2 separate regions of the Sus scrofa genome follow, and region 2 is linked to region 1. The links are chromatin contacts, called in public Hi-C maps. All regions are on one chromosome and are shown on one strand. The core of a region is the stretch at or near the end of the contact, and the rest is flanking DNA. Distances in the headings are between cores, read along the strand shown.

Region 1 (4,273 bases), core at 936-3,435:
GAGAGAAGGGCCAGGCCTCGAGGCGCTGGCACCTCGTCACTGAGTGCAGTGTAAGCACAGCACTCATTTTAACTAAAGGGCCGCCCTGGGACGTGGGAACGAGCGTCTCTCCCTGCAGGGCCGCCTGCGCTTTCCAATACCTCCCAACAGGCCGAGGGCTGCCAGTTCGTGCGCCCACCGGCTGGACGGCAGGCTCAGGAGGGGCTCGGCCATCCCAGGAGCATGACCGCCACGCAGGAAGCGGGGCCTTGGGCAGGAGAGGCTACCTGTGCCACACTGGGCTGGGCACGGGGACAGGGGATGCAGAAGCCTGGTTCTCCCCAGCGAGGCCGGGCTGATGTGCTCCGGGTTTGTCGGCGTCAGGGCTCATGCTCTTCGTTTACTCCAGCTTAATCACCAGCACGGACAGGCGAGGCGGTCAGCTGCCACCGCTAAGACTAACGTCCCCTCCACACACTCAGGCCGGGGAGGGGAGGCACAGGGACGCATGCTCGCGGTGCAGAAACAGCGCAGAAGGCAAATGAGGGGGGTGCCCGAGCGCAGGGCAAGCGGGTGGCAGGGCACAGAAGGCAGCACGGCCAGCCGGGGGTTGTGGCGAGGACGAGGACCGAGGACCTTCAGAAGAAGGCTGTGGTTCCCAGACCCCCTGACCACCCGGCCGGCACCTGCCCTGGGGGGTGGGGCACCAGGTGCTCCCCCTGCTCCGTCCTCCCAGCAAACAAAACAACAGCAAACACCACCTCCGGTTTGCCATTTGGCCCCAGCTGCCCGGAGCAGGCTAACACCTGCCAGTTTTTCACAGAGAAAAGCCCTCTGCCCCTCCCGGATCAGGGGACAAGCCTCTGCGCTCCAGAGAGTAAAATAAAATCCTTGCTCCGTCACCACTGTGGACATGAAGCCCCTCTGGAGGCGCTGGTCAGCTCTGCCCAACATAAACACTCTAATACGCAGGGATACTGAACCCACCAAAGCCCTCCCTCTGGGTAAGCAACGTGCCAACACAAGAGGACAAAGACGCAGAGCCAGGCAGTCCAGCCCAGCAGGGGGTGAGCCCCAGCCAGGAGCCCTGGGGCCTGGGCAGCCAGCTCCTCGACCTGCAGAGAGCCGTGGTTCTGCTGATTCGGTCTGGCTTGTGGAAGCCCCCCAGTCTCCCTGGTCACCTCTTTGCAGGGCTTCCTTTGGGCAGCCTGGACAACAGCTCCTTCCTGCTGCGTTTTGAATTTTGGAGCCAGCTCAGATTCTAACCTGTCCCCTGAGACCTGCGGCTGGGACCCCAGTGGGGTGAGGAATACCACCAACCCATGTGTGTGCCTGGCCACTCCCTGAACTCTCCAGGACAAGAGCTGCAGACACGACCTGACAGAGGCGTAACTGCCCCACTGCCCTGGACCACCTCCAGCGCTGGGCTCCAACCGAGCCAAAAGCTACTCCAAAAGGAAGTTGTTCCCAACTAGACTCCAGGCGCAGGAAACGACAAGGGCTTGGCAGACCACAAAGGCACCGGGGGCTTCCCACACGCGAGGCTCCAAAAGTGACAGAGTCTCAGAGCACGCGCCAGGTTCCCACGAGCGCCGAGGCTGCACGTGGGGCTGATGGCTCCTGCATGCCCGCGAGCGCCCCAGCGCCCACCCGTCACCAGGGGCTCATGCGCCCCACGCTCCCCCCAGGCCCCGCAACCCCCGCACTAAGGGCCCATGCAACCCGCCCCCACCCCAGGCCCCGCAGCCCCCAGCCCCCGCCTCAGCGCCTACCTGGGCACCAGGAGCCCGTGCAGTCCGCGCTCCCCCTGGACCGCGCTCCCCCTGCAGCCCTCGGCCTGCACCCCTGCGCCCACCCCGGCACTCGGAGCCCGGGCACTCGTCCCCGCGCTCCGGCCGCGCTCCCTGCAGTCCTCAGCCTGCGCCCCCACGCCCACTCCGGGCCCCTGCAGCCCCCGACCCGCGCCCCCACACTTCTCACGGACCGCGCACCCAAGTACCTGCCAGCTCGCGGCCTCCCGAGCTCTGTGCCCCCCAGGACCACAATGCCCACAATGCCCCGCGGCGGCACGCTTCCGGGAGACTGGGGGAGGGGCGCGCCTGGTCCCGCCCCCGCCACACGTCACCACCGACCCCAGCCGCAAGGTCTCAGGCGCGCGCCCCGCGGTCGACCCCGCGGTCCGCGTCGGACGGGCGCAGCAGCTTCGCGCGCACGCCCCGAACCCCAAGCCCCGAATCCCGGGACGCCATCCCCACCCCAGCGCACCCTGCTGCCACCCCCCTAGTCCTGCGCCCCTAGTCACACGGCGCAGGCGACTCCCCCGTGCGTCCACCCGCCCCGCAGTCCCCACCACACCCCCGGAGCCCCCTCCCGAGAGCTGCTCGCGCGCCCCTAGCGCCCACCCACGCAGCACCGGGCTCCGGTCATACGGTCGCAGCTCGGGATGTGCTGGAGGCCTCCCGGGACCCGACCCTGCACGGAGGCACAAACCCACTCCCAGCTGTGACCGCCCCTTGGGCGAGTGCTGGACCCCTGACTTCGCAGCCTGTCCCGCTGCCCTCCTGAGCTAGAAGTTCGTGCGCTTTTTAAGTTCTTTCCGTCTCTGGCCAACCCGAAAACGCAAGCCAGGGACATTGGTCACTAAGCCAGGCAGGACAGGACAGTGGGGTTGGAAGGAGTCCTCCTCCCCCCAGGCAGCTGCCCTTGTGCGGGTCACCCTGACCCAATTCTGGTCTGGCGGCTGCCTGGGCGCGCAGTCGGCTCCCCCGACTCCCCCGACTCCTCGGGACTCTGTCCCCGCGCCCGCTCAGCTGCCAGAGGGAAGCAGAGCGAGTTGGGGGAGGGGCGCGAAGACAAAGGACAGGCCGTAGCTCTGGCGGGACAGAGCGGAAGGGGAGGCCTGCCTGAGGACCTGGAGGGGCCCGAGGGAGGGCACAGCCTGTCCTTGTGTGGGGCTGTCACCGTCTCCTTGCCAGTGCCTGTCCCCCCACCCCCCTTCTGGGCAGGACCACCCTCCCTGGACTTGGCCGGTCTGGGTCAGGGAGGCCCCTGCGCCAGGTCGTGGCCGAAGGGGGCACTGCCCAGGCCGTGACGCTCGGGCTGGAGCAGTGGGAAGCCACCCACCCCCTCCCCCTGTGGCAGCCCCACTCCCCACCCCCCTCTACTGGAGGAGGGAGAACCTGGAGGCTGGGGTCCTGATCGCAAAAGGCGGCTCCTCCCCGGCCCTGTCCAAAAGGCAGCCACGAAGGGGCGCAGCATAGGAGGCAGCGGTCAGCCACGCAATTGGGCAGGTCTGGGAACTGGGCCCTGGGTCAGACCGGCAGGGCAGCCCTTGGAGGCCAGACAGGGGCTGTTACTGGGAAGAGGGGAGGGTTAGGGAGCTGGACAGACAGCACCCAGGGGCCCGGCAGCATGGAGGCTCAGCAATCTGACCTGGGGACAGGAAGGAGGGGCGCCCATGGCACACGCAGCTGTGCACAGGTGTGCAGAGAGCAGCTGCCCCTCGAGTGAGCCCACTGTGAGGCTCAGAGCTCTGCCGCCAGGTCCCTCACCCGGTGGTCGCTCTCTGACCTGTGGGTGTTTGCAGAGCCAGAGGCAGTGCCTGCCTTCCCAGGCCTTGCTCCAGCCCCTGGCCACACAAAGCCCAGGGCTCCCGCGGGAGCTGGGCCTGGCCAGGGGTGGAGGGGTCGTGCTCACCACTGCCCCTCACCCCCAGGACTGGGCCAGGGCTGCAGTGTCAGACTGGGCAGTGGTGCCCGACGGTGCCCCAAGGGCGTTGTTACTCTGAGGAAAGAGGGAGGGCTCCCCTCCCCACCGCCGTCCAGGTGTGCTCGCACTGTCAGGTGGGCTCCCCCCGTCCAGGTGTGCTTGCGCTGTCAGGAGCAGCCTGGTCACCAGGGCACGGGCTCCCGGAGGCCCCCCAGAGGCAGCCACTGGAAATGGAATCGTCAGGCAGAGAACCATGCGACAGGGGGAGCCATCCTTGTGGGGGGTGGATCTTGTGCTTCTGTCATTTGGCTGAAGAGGTTCTCTTGGCTTTAAGAGTCTATGCATCGGACGTCTCTGTGCCAGCTCTGAGCAAGCTCCAGGTGGCTGCTGCAAGGGTCGCAGAGGGAACAAGAGCTAGTTAGTCCCTGGGTGAGCCCACGGCCTGAAGGGGTCAGGAAGTGCCAGTGCACAGAACCACAGCCTCGCCATCTGTATGCTCCAGCAACGTCACAGGGATGCCCGGGGTCCACAGCCCACGAGAACTGAAGGGGCTCAGACGGGTTTGGGGTTGTGGTGAACAGCAGCC
Region 2 (4,273 bases), core at 862-3,361, 190 kb after region 1:
GGAAGGCTGAGGTCCAGGCCCAGCGCGTCCCTGTCCCCACACCCACTCGCCTGACCCCGGGAGGTCCACCCGCCGTCTCCCATCCTCACTGCTGGTCTCGGTCACAACCCGCCCTGGGTCTCACTGCTGCCCGAGGACAGTGGTGCCCTGTGTGACATCAGCCTCACATGGCCTGTCGGTGGCCTCTCGGTGGAAAAGGAGCCGAGGTCCCCGGACAGCGGGTCTGGGGTCCTGCAGGCGGGACCACGGCCGACCCCACGGCCCACGGCCTCACCGCGAGGCTCCTCTCCACGCGGCTGCACGTCTGGCGCCAGCTGGTGGCCGTCATTTGGTCTCCGTCCTGGCTGGTGGCGGGGCTCTCGCAGGCCAGCCTGGGGTAGGGGAGTCGGGCCGGTGTGCGAGCCCAGGGCCGTCGCTGCTCCGCCGCCAAAGCAGGTGTTTGGCTCGTGCGGCGAGAGGCGAGCGGCGGGCAGAGATCCTCAGCCACGGCGGCTGTGTCGCCCCAGCCTTCAGAGCAGTCGCATGAGAAAAACCAGCCGCGCCGGTGGCCGTGCGCCCGCCCCTCCCGTGTCGCTTGATGACAGTGACCGAGCCGGTCAGTCGTCCTGCTGTGCCCACCGTCCCTGAGCTGGTGCTGCTCCCCTGAGGCCATCGTCACCATCCGGGGGCCTCGCAGCTGGGGCTCCTTCCCGGGGGCCACCCTCATGGCAGCTCCACCGAGGGACCCCCCCCCACCCCGGGCCAGCCCACAGCTGGCCAGGGCCGAGGCGCCCTCTCCCTGTTGCACGTCCAGCCACCACAGAGCTGCGCCTCTGGGGCCAGGGAGCAGCAGGGGCCCCTGCTGGGTGCGGCCCCCCCTTGCCGTCCTAAGGGTCTGCTGTCCTGGCCGGGAGGGTCTGGGAGAGCCGGAGCTGCGCTGCCTGGGGCTCGGGGCCGTGAGCGACATGGGCCCTGTGAGCCCCGGGGCCGTGGGGCTTTGAAAGTAGGTGGATCCGCGTGTGCTTTGGGAAGGCACCTTGGTCTGCAGGAGGTGGGAGCCGGCTGGACAGGGGGCTCCAGGGCAGGACAGCCCGCACCCAGGGGAACGGCTCTCCCCCGCCCTGGAGTCAGGATTGGCTGGGCCGGGTCCTATTTCTAACTGATACTCAAGTATTTCTCTTTAATGCCTATGAGTTCTTTGTTATTATTTTTCCTGTTTTCGGTAAAAAGTCAAAAACTTCAATCTGTGTCAGGCAGAATTACAATTTAAAAACAAAAGTATTTTGTCGTGAAAACTTTGGTTCTGATTCTTTAAATTTATGTCCCTGAGGCATCTGTTGCGTGTCCCTTGCAGAGTCCCTTGGAGACAGCTGGACTTTTTTCTCCTGCTGCCTCGGCCCCGGGCTTGCCTGCGATGCGGTGCCAGCAGGGGTCTGGTCACTTCCTGCAGACGAAGGGGCCCGGGGTCTCTGAGCCGCAGAGCCTGCCTTTCTTCCAGGCGTGGTGACCCCGTGTGGCTTTACACATTTTTGTCTGTGTTGCAGGCCTGGCCTTTAAAATAATCTTAATTTTCATTCTGCTATGTTTTTATTTTATGTCACGTATTTATTTTGTTTTTATTCTGTTTATGTTTTTGCTTTGTTCATCTTCTGCCCCCTCGGAACAGTCCGGCTGCAGACAACAGTGGTTTCTGCCGTTCCTTGCCTCGGGTGGGAGCAGAGCCTTCTCTCCCAGACCCCTGTGGGGCCCGTGGGGAGGGAGCCTGGCGGCTTTTGCTCTGGGAGGGCGGGGAGCCCAGCCCTGCTCTCAGTGGCCTGGCTCTGAGTCGCCCCAAATCCCTGGGTGCCTGCTGAATATGGGTGTCCAGGATCTCAGCACAGAGGATGGAGGGGGCAGGCCCTGCAGCCCCGGCCACCTCGCCTTACCCTGCGCCTGCGTCGTGGACGGTCTAGGGACCCTGAGGATTCTAGGGCTGTCCCCCCACGGGGGCGGGGGAGGGGAGAAACATACTCTGAAGAACGTGGGGGGCAGGGAGCAGCAAAACGCAGATGTGCGCCCTGCCCCCACTGGAGGCAGGAGGAGGCCAGGTCGGCTCCCAGCCAGGCTCCCAGCCAGGCTTCAGGCGCATGGAGAGCCCGCTCCTTCCTCCTCCCGGAGCCTGGCCCACCTCGTCCTGCCGCCTCCAGTCCCCTCCTAGCTACGCGGGGCCACCTGGTGGGGCACGTGGGGCACCAGGGCCTCTGCCTGGAGGAGGGCGCCCCGAGAGGGCTAAAGCTAACCAGGGGCCTTGCAGGTAACGCTGCCCGCCGCCCTCCGGGGGGCTGGGGGCTGGAGGCTGGAGCGAGTTCGGAGGAGAAGGCCCAGCCTGAAGGCCCAGCTCTTCCCACCCCGAGCCGAGCCGCCCGCAGGCTCCCGGCCCTGCGCCCGGGGTCGGTCCCACGTGTCTCCCGGGGCACAGCCCTTCCTCTCTTCCCAACCCCAGCAGGCACGTGGGTCCTGGCGTTTGAGCCGGGCCCTTGCAGAAAGATGCCTTCCTCCCTTTTCTCTGCTGCTTTCTCTCATCTCTCATTCTTACTTGAGAATTATCCTGGCAAGATTGGCTTAGGCTTCTTCATTCCAGAGCCCTTTGAGAGTTCCCCGGACTTCCCCACCGCTGAAGGGTGGCTGTTTCTCGTTCCTGTTTCGAATGAAGAGCTGAGGCTGAGAGCAGCCGCCTGGAGTCCAGCTGAGGGTCCCCTGCGGAGCAGGCCCTCAGGGGCCGCGTCTCAGGCTAGGAGTGCCCAGGCCCCAGGGGTTGTCCCCAGGGGTCAGGGAGCCGTCGCCTTTAGTGGAGCCGGGGCGGTGGGGCTCTGCGTCCTCCCGCAGCCCTGCTCACTGCTCCGGGCCCCAGCCCTGGCCCCTCCTCCTGCCTCCAGCCCGTCTGTGGATCTTCACCCCACCCCGGCCTGTAAATCCCCCCTTAGAGGGGCGGGAGGTGGGACGGGCCCGTGACTCTGCTCTGTCCCTCGGCAAAGGGATTTCGTGGACGTACTCCGGGTTCCCGGTCAGCTGACTGAATCGGGGGAGGCGGCCTGACCGAATCACAGGAGCCCCTCAGGCTGGCTCCAGCAGCGGGAGGTGCAGCCAGGCCGCCAGCCCACGGCCACGGGCACCGCGCTCAGCCTACGCGGGAGGCAGCAGGGGCCGAGTCGTGTGGGTGCAGGGACCAGACCTCTGCCCTTCACGCCATGAGCTGGTCCGTGGGCGCTGTGTTCAGCCCTCCGTTGGGGACGTTGCTGCCCAGCAGGGGACACAGTGGACAGACAAGCAGGGGGCAGTGGCCTGTGCTGAGTTGTTTTGTTTTCAAAGGATTAGCCGGTTGTCTTGGGGCCGGTTTACAATACTGCTGCCTTTGTCCCCGTCACGCCACCACTTGTGCCCCTCGGCCTCGGAGTTGATCTGCTCTGCAGAAAAGCCACCTTATGGCCCATCTTGCTATTTTTCTCCAAAATTCTAGTTTATTCCTCACCCTCTCTGCCTCCAGATAACGTGCCAGCCCTTTTGTTGTGGACGCAGGGTGGCCTCTTGTTAAAGTCACAGTTCAGGCTGGGAAAGAGGGCCCCTGGGCGGGCACGGGGGCCACTTGGGACCGGGACTGTGAGGGTCGAAGACGAGCCCTGGGCTGGTGGCCGCATGTGGTAAGGCAGACCCCCGGGGCAGAGCGAGCAGGGCCCAGGATGCGGGACCCTCAGAGGGCAGGGTCTGCGCAGCCTCCGCGTGGGCGGGGCGGCTGCCGGTTCAGCTGTGGACCCTCCCCGACAGCTGTTCACGGACGTCAGCAGCTGGAAGGCGTAGATGATGCAGAGGGACAAACATCGAGAGAAGACGGCAGATGCAACCGGAAGGGAGTGACGTGTGCACTTGAGGTCGTGCCTGTGACCTGGGACACGTCTCCTGCACTGACCTTCAGTTTCTCCCTGAGACGCCGGGAGCTGCCAGGCCGTGGGGTGCCCCTAGAGCCGCTTGCCATAGAGGCGCTGGCCCGGAGACAGGCTCAGACACTGTCCTCACAAGAGGATGCCACTGCCGGCGAGGCCCTGCTGGGAAGAACCGCAGAGCCACCCATCAACTGCCTAACCTGCTGTCCACCAAAGACCTAGATATGGCAGGTCTAGCTGAGGTCCCCAGACTAAACCGAGCAAACACTGGGACAGGCTGTGCGACAGTGGAAGCAGTTCTTGAACCAGGCGGAGCTCCTGTGACGGCCTGGAAGGCCCGTGTCGCTCTTGCCGCCCTGGCCCTCTCCCCGTCCCAC

Evidence for each region. A called contact is a pair of places that touch in the nucleus more often than the background predicts.
Region 2: a contact with region 1 is called in a Hi-C map of epiblast stem cells, with 1.8 times the contacts expected there. The contact joins the enhancer-like site here to the promoter of SLC19A1 in region 1. A contact is called at or near these places in 4 of 5 promoter capture datasets (fetal liver, fetal skeletal muscle and liver), 10 of 47 Hi-C or Micro-C datasets (alveolar macrophages, brain, embryonic fibroblasts and 5 more) and 1 of 2 datasets of contacts at active chromatin or transcription factors (skeletal muscle).

Annotation. Positions count from the first base shown.
Region 1 is chr13:208,005,670-208,009,942 of Sscrofa11.1, forward strand. SLC19A1 (folate transporter 1) reads right to left here and starts at 2,186. Exons shown (of 8, transcript XM_021071539.1): 1 at 1,979-2,186.
Region 2 is chr13:208,191,155-208,195,427 of Sscrofa11.1, forward strand. All of the region lies in intron 2 of PCBP3 (poly(rC)-binding protein 3), which reads left to right. Among named protein-coding and RNA genes, the nearest start is that of PCBP3, 130 kb to the left of the region's middle. Within about 2 kb of position 2,112, at least 8 of the 83 cell types and tissues checked have an H3K27ac peak or open chromatin away from gene starts, as enhancers often do. A contact at or near this core is called in epiblast stem cells, where this site is marked.